2 separate regions of the Zea mays genome follow, and region 2 is linked to region 1. A link is a contact called in public Hi-C data. All regions are on one chromosome and are shown on one strand. Each heading gives the region's core, a stretch centred on a gene start, on an enhancer-like site or on the middle of the called end of the contact. The rest is flanking DNA. Distances are from core to core; before and after follow the strand shown. Region 1 holds the start of LOC103640822. Region 2 holds the start of LOC100304399.

Region 1 (3,493 bases), core at 255-2,754:
CACGTCACGTCATTGTCGCGTGATGTCGGCTACCTAGCACTCGGCTGCGCACGTGTGAAATCGCAGGGGGGTGGGGGGGGGGGGGGGGGGGGGGGAATTTGGATTGGATCACATATAAAGCGTTGTGCGGGTGAGTTGCACGAATTTTAAAAGTGGGTCTTCGCTCATCATCGCATATGCGTGGCTGGATTTGTATACTGTTATTTTTTTTTTGTTGTTGTAAGGAAGGAGGTGGGCAAGTTTGGGACAATTTGTTATGGGCCTTTTTTTTATAAAAAAACAAAGTATCCAACGTTTTTTTTTAAAACCATTCTCCATGGCCGTCCGTACTCGGGTGTATATGATATTGGCGAGAAAAGGCAGAGATGTTTCGCCTGGGCTAAACATCCCATAGTAGAATTGATCGGTCGTGATAAGTGTGTGTGTGTGTGTTGCCGACATGGAAGAGGAGGACAACGTGCGAGAATGGCTCCTCCTTTTTGTTTTCTTTGTTCTTTTTTTTTTTGTTTTTGTCGTAGAATTTTTGAATCCTGCTTTTTAATCTTCTCTTTGATAGAATAAGAATAAGGATAAGAAGAAGAAAAACTCGAGTTAGATTCACCATTCCAAAAGTTGCTGCTGTTCCTCTTCGATACGTGTGAATGTACCCGTCTGCACTGAATCTGGTCAAAGACAGGTTCGACGAGATTAGCCAGTGTGCTCCATCATCACTAAACTAATGCGTGTTTGTTCTAGGCGTACTGCTATAAACAAACCTACTACTTTGCATTTGCCTTCCCTTTTTTTTCACTAGGAGGGTGACGGAGTAAAGAGAATGCGTACGCGTTGCTGCCGTGTTGGACATGTTTTCTGCAGCTCTGGTGTAGTCGCAAGCTTGGCAGCCATCTGACACAGGAAATGTTGCACGGGCAAACGCTGCACTGCATCTTCCTTTCAGAGGATTTGCTCAGACAACTCTCCAGCAAATTAATTAATCCTAACAGTTCTGGCAACAACCTACAGTATACCGCTTAGGGGGTGTTTGGTTACACCCCACTAAAATTTAACCCCTGTCCTATCGAATATTTGAACCTCCGTTCCGGGTATTAAATGTAATCGGATTATAAAACTAATTTGTCAGCCGAAGATTAAAAGACGAGACGAATCTAGTCCAGTTGGTTGGGTCTATATTTCATACTCCTATTTAAAAGTCAAACGCTTGATGTGATCCGAGCTACTCCCTCCGGTGTACTAAAAACTGACGTTTTGGACAGCTTCTCGCATACCAAGAAACTAATAACTACCACTCTTTTCCATTCTTAGCGTAATCCCTTTAATAGCTGGATTGGTTCTCTTCACTCCTTCCCAGGCAGGAGATCCAGGTTCGATTCTTGAGTCACACAAGACTATTTTTTTTTTCAATTTTGCATGTGCGGGTACACCATTTTGCATGCAAATGCATGGCGTGGCGCGGCAAGATTCTGTTTGGCGCCTTACTTTTTTCTCTCTAGCGCATTTTCTTTTTTCTTGACTCACGCGAGACCATTTTGCATGCGCGGGTACACCATTTTGCATGCAAATGCATGGCGGGGCGCGGCAAAATTCTGTTTGGCGCTACTTTTTTCTCTCTGGCGCATTTCTTTTCTTGCTCCCGCTACTTTTTTCACTGTTTTGCTGGCTATATAGCCTCACTTGTTGCGCACAAACGAAATGTTTTCATTTGAACTCCTACAGAAAGCAATGGCGTTGTTTGACCTGAATATACAACAACCTTTTGTGACAGATTTAGGTACGATACATGGTGTATTCATTTGTTTTATCTTCTTGTTTTATGTTCTTCTCTAATCCAATTTTTTTAACAGGTTTTGATATGAACCAAGAACCAGTTCATATGTTTGACCTGAATGTGGCAGCACCAGTTGAGAGTGTTCAGCGGAAAGATGCTTCCGAAGTTGTTTTAAATCAAGTATTCCAGGAACTGCTGCGAAGAAGTAAGAATGGAGTGCTACCAAGGAATGCTACTAGCGAAGTTGCCGTAATGTATAATCTTGGAATTCGAACTGTACAACGATGTTGGGCTGAAGGTAAACTCTCACTTGATCTTGGTATTATGGTTAGTTTTGCTAGTAAAAAGAGAGGTAAATGTGGTCGTAAGCCAAGTCCAGTAAACTATGAGCGATTGCGCAATGTTCCTCTTAAGGAAAGAACCACTCTTGAAGATTCAGCTAAAGTACTTGGTGTTTGCAAGAGAACACTTTTGAAACACGTGAAACAAGGGAAAGTTAGAAGGCACACGAGTAGTATCAAACCGCATCTTACCGATGAAAACAAGAAGTCTAGGCTACAGTGGTGTGTTGACATGCTTGAGCATGAGACTTTGCATGACAATCCAAGGTTTAAGAGTATTTTTGACCATGTTTTCATTGATGAGAAGTGGTTCTTCATTACTCGAAAATCTGAGAGGTATTATTTGTTGCCCGATGAGGATGAGCCTTATCGTACTTGTCGGAGTAAGAACAACATCCCGAAGCTCATGTTCTTATGTGCCACCGCTCGTCCAAGATTTGAGAATGGAATTTGCACGTTCGATGGGAAGATTGGATGCTTCCCTTTAGTTACTTTTGAACGTGCAAAAAGGAGTAGTATTAATCGTCCAGCTGGAACAATGGAAGTGAAACCCATCACTTCGATAAAGAGAGATGTCGTTAGAGAGTTCATGATACAAAAGGTACTTCCATCTATTAAAGCTAAGTGGCCACGTGAAGATGTCAACAAACCAATTTATATTCAACAAGACAACGCGCCATCTCATATTGAAGTTAACGATCCAATGTTTTGTGAAGCTGCACAACAAGATGGTTTCGACATTCGTCTCACTTGTCAACCGGCGAATTCCCCAGATTTTAATATATTAGACTTGGGGTTTTTTCGTGCCATACAATCAATTCAATACAAGAAATCAGCAAAAACAGTTCAAGATCTAATTCCAGTTGTGCAAGAGGTTTGTGATCTATCTATAATTCGAAAAAAATTCTATTAATTTGTTTTATGTACTAACATTATTCTGATATCATTTAGGCTTTCCATGAATATCCTCCATGCAAGGCAAACAGAATGTACTTAACACTTCATCAAGTTTTGAAAGAAACGATGAAAGTTCATGGATCCAATAAGTATAATCTTCCTCACATGAAGAAGGGAACACTTGAAAGACAAGGATCACTACCGGTACAAGTTCATTGTGAAAGATCATTGGTATACGAAGCCATGCAAAAGCTTGCTACATGGAACATTTAGGAATAGTGATAGTAGAATTTAGTTCACCGAATGTAATCTCCATCAGTTTATTTTTGCTGCATCGATCTTGTCTTCTCCTTTTGCACTGCCTCCTGTGACGATCGGTTCTTCATCATCAGAAGGAGTGCGAAGCCTTGCACCTCGTCTCTGCCGTGAAGGCCTGCTGTAGGGATACTGCCGGAAACGCCGGGCTGGTGCACGGCGAGCAGCCGCCGCT
Region 2 (3,493 bases), core at 333-2,832, 150 kb after region 1:
TTCACCGAAGGATGATGATGCAACTCTTCTTTAAATAAAAAGACGGTTAACCAAATTACTCTTTTGATTATTCCCACGCTTCGTACAACTCTAATGCTCATTTATTGTCTATTCCTCTTGGCAAGCCCCTCACTTTGATGGGGAAGATTATTCTTTTTAGAGCCATAGAATGCATATTCATCTATTTTCTCTTCATCCTAACATTTGGTAAGTAATAGAAATGGAATACATTTTGATATTAATGACGATGCTATATTAATCTATGAACAAATTCATAACAATGCTCAGGCTACTATTGTTCTTTTAGCATCTCCATACAGGGATGAATACATCAAGGTTAGTGGCTTGGACAATGCCAATGAAATACGGGACACCCTCAAAATCGCTCATGAGAGAAATGACGCCACAATGATCACCAAGATGGATTTGGTGGAAGGCGAGCTGGTGAGGTTCACCATGAAGAGGGGTGAGAAGCCAACTAATACATACAATAGGCTTAAGACCCTGGTGAACAAGATTTGAAGCTATAGAAGTACAAGATGGATGAATCATGACATTGTGCGCCTCATGTTAAGGTCACTTACTGTTATTGATCATCATCTTGTTAATCTTATTTGTGAGAACCCCAGGTATACCAAAATGTCACCCGAAGAAATTTTTGGTAAGTTTGTAAACGGGCGCATGATGGTAAAAGAAGCAAGGTACGTCGACGACGTCGCCAATGGACCTCTTCATTGATACGAGCAACAACCCATTGCACTCAAAGCAACAACCAATAAGGAGACGCTCCCAAACAAGGTGACACAAGTTGAAGCAGTCAGCCTTAACGAGGAAGAAATGACGCTTGTAATCAAGCACTTCAAGACCACTTTGAAGGGACGCAAGGACTATCCCAACAAGAACAAATCATGGGAAAAACGCTCATGATTTAAGTAAGATAAGTATAATCATTTTATTGCTCAATGTCCAGATAATGAAAATGACTAGAATCAAGACAAGAAAGGGAAGAAGCAGAAAAAGTTCTATAGAAAGAAGAAGGATGAGGCGCACATCAATAAGGAAGGGTCATTTTTATGTTTCGAGAGTTGATAAATTGTTGCTAAATATAGGGAGAAAATGATGTTAGATGAAAAGTGACTAAATTTAGGAAGTTAATTTAGAGAACCGTTGGAGAGAAGTTTTTAGGCTAACTACTTAGGAGTCCTTTAGAAAACTACTGGAGTTGCTCTAAAAGACTTGTGATAGCTAAAAGTTGAGAGAATTTATAAAGGCTCCGTTTGGATGTAGACATGAAGAGCCATAGAATTGAAATTGATCTAATATCAAGTCTACCTCTGTATTGAAATAGACCTCAATTCTGTGCAAATCAGAGGGTGACCCTCGGAATTGACGGTGTGTGCTATGTGCTGCAATTCCACCTCGATATTGACGTACAATTTACACCGTCGAATTCCGGTGCCAACCAAACAGCGGTATTCGTGTAGATAAATGCCAATTCCGAATTGCACGCCGCAACAGTGACATCCAAACCGTGCCATTTTTTCGAGCGGCTTGAGCCACAACAGCCCCACTCTGTCTGAGTGTCTGTGCCTGCCTGTGCAAAGTAGGGTTTCCACCGGGACACAGGCCGCCTCCATCCCATGGCGCGCGCCGCCGCCTCCAGGCTCGCCGCCGTGGCGAACTCTTCCTCTACGGTGAGCTTCCTCATCTCACATCCCTCATTTGTCCTCCATACAATCCCGAATTCCACTGCTTACCTCTTCATCTCCGTTGCCAGCGCGAGTTGTTCGCCCGCCACCTCGCCGCCGCTGCCGCCTCGGCGTGGACCGCACCGCCGCGTCTGCCTGAACCAGGTAAGTCGCCTTCTTTTTTTTCATGCTTTTCGAATGTATTGACCGCGTAGGCCTGTGTTGCTTATCGGTGAATTGGACAGGGAGGGAGCGGCGGAGCCCGGGCTGGTGGTGTCCGAGCAGGTCGTTTCATGGTTAGTACTTCGGCCAAATTGATAACCATAGTGTAATTCCACGTTTCCATTTGACCATACACAGTGGTTCATCTTGTGAAATTAGTTGTTGTTTGGTTTATTGCTACAGTAGGCCTCATAGTTGTTAAAACCTAATGTTATCCTGTAGCGACAATTGAAACCAAGACCTCATGTTCTGGTTAATATTAGGTCTATCTTTCTGCTTTCTATCCGGGGTGCCTTCATTTTTTTTACCTTTTGTGCACAACTCCATTATAATCATATATTTAAACCATCTGATTCGTTTAAGAGCTATCATCCCAGGTGACTTTGGCCTTCTGATCCTGACTTGCATTTGAGTTATAAGAAAACAATTGCACGTTTAGCAGAGCTTTTGTGAATACCAAGGGACACTTCTTTCTATGTTTTCTGCTTTAACACTAAAACAAGAATAGACCCAGTGCCGTAGGCTTCCACATGTATAGAGTCTGGGTAAGGTATAAACCAAGGCAAGCATTCCCCCGCAATGTGGAGAGACTGCTTCGAATCCACGACCTGGTGGCTCAGTGAGACAGTTCTTACCACTGCACTACTTTAACACTATAAATGAAAAACGAAACGAGAATATTATTTTCCTTAGAACAATAATAGCCTCTTTCTCTCTGAAAAGAGAGAACACAATTGTTATTTTTCATGCGTAAATTCGACTGCAGCTTTTAAGGACCAAGACTGCTTGGCTAATACTTAACTGAGATTGTTATGAAATTATTTAAGATTGTCCCAAAACCACAAATTTAAATGATTTAATGCATCTACAACAGCAGCAGCAAACCTTTTATTCCCAATTAAGTTGTGGTAGCCTGGTAGGCTATAGATACCCAATTTGAGGTACTCATAAAAAAGGAGGTGCCAAGATAAATCAACATGATTGACTTCAGCAGTTACTGATATTTTTTTCTTTGCTCTTACTTTTTTTTGCAAAGTACAACCTAGATTCCTAGAGTACCTTATACCTGAATAATATTAAGGAAAATAATAACCAACACAGGAGAGATCATGTCAGAAAAGAAAATTAAATCAAATTTGACGAAGCCTTCACCTCCACCGCAACCATCACAACACTGTGTCCCTCATCACCGTCGATGCTATCACTGGTACAAAACGAATAAAAAGAGACCGCAAAGTGCTCTAAGTTGGCACTTAGTGTTGCTTCTTACTACCTTTTTTCCAAGTTTCAAATATGCTCCTTATTAACAGGGATACATTACTGCCTGTAATTAAAACTTCTATGTTTCTGTGATGTTAGCCACAAGGCGGGTGTATACAAGGGATTACTATGATGTGCTTGGAGTAAGCAAGGATGCTTCTGCACCGGATATAAAGAAGGCATATTATGCGGTATGGACTTTTTACTCATCATAGTTAGGATGTGCACCTTCTTTAAGAAACAAAGTTAGGATCTATTGCCTATTGATTGGCCACTGTTAAACTTCTGGGGGGAACATATTTGAATATTCCTTATTCCCTCAA

Evidence for each region. Hi-C and Micro-C count contacts between places; a contact is called where the count stands out from the background.
Region 2: a Hi-C map of bundle sheath shows a contact between it and region 1, with 2.1 times the contacts expected there. The contact joins the promoter of LOC100304399 here to the promoter of LOC103640822 in region 1. A contact is called at or near these places in 9 of 25 Hi-C or Micro-C datasets (bundle sheath, ear, endosperm and 4 more) and 1 of 3 datasets of contacts at active chromatin or transcription factors (leaf).

What each region holds. Positions count from the first base shown.
Region 1 is chr10:9,043,034-9,046,526 of Zm-B73-REFERENCE-NAM-5.0, forward strand. It overlaps LOC103640822, which reads left to right and starts at 1,505. Exons shown (of 3, transcript XM_008664288.2): 1 at 1,505-1,768; 2 at 1,842-2,980; 3 at 3,058-3,337. The coding sequence starts at 1,690. The coding sequence ends at 3,276. It overlaps LOC103640821 (a long non-coding RNA gene), which reads right to left. Exons shown (of 2, transcript XR_559876.4): 2 at 3,098-3,493.
Region 2 is chr10:9,188,305-9,191,797 of Zm-B73-REFERENCE-NAM-5.0, forward strand. It overlaps LOC100304399, which reads left to right and starts at 1,583. Exons shown (of 18, transcript NM_001165835.1): 1 at 1,583-1,694; 2 at 1,778-1,853; 3 at 1,934-1,984; 4 at 3,270-3,361. The coding sequence starts at 1,641.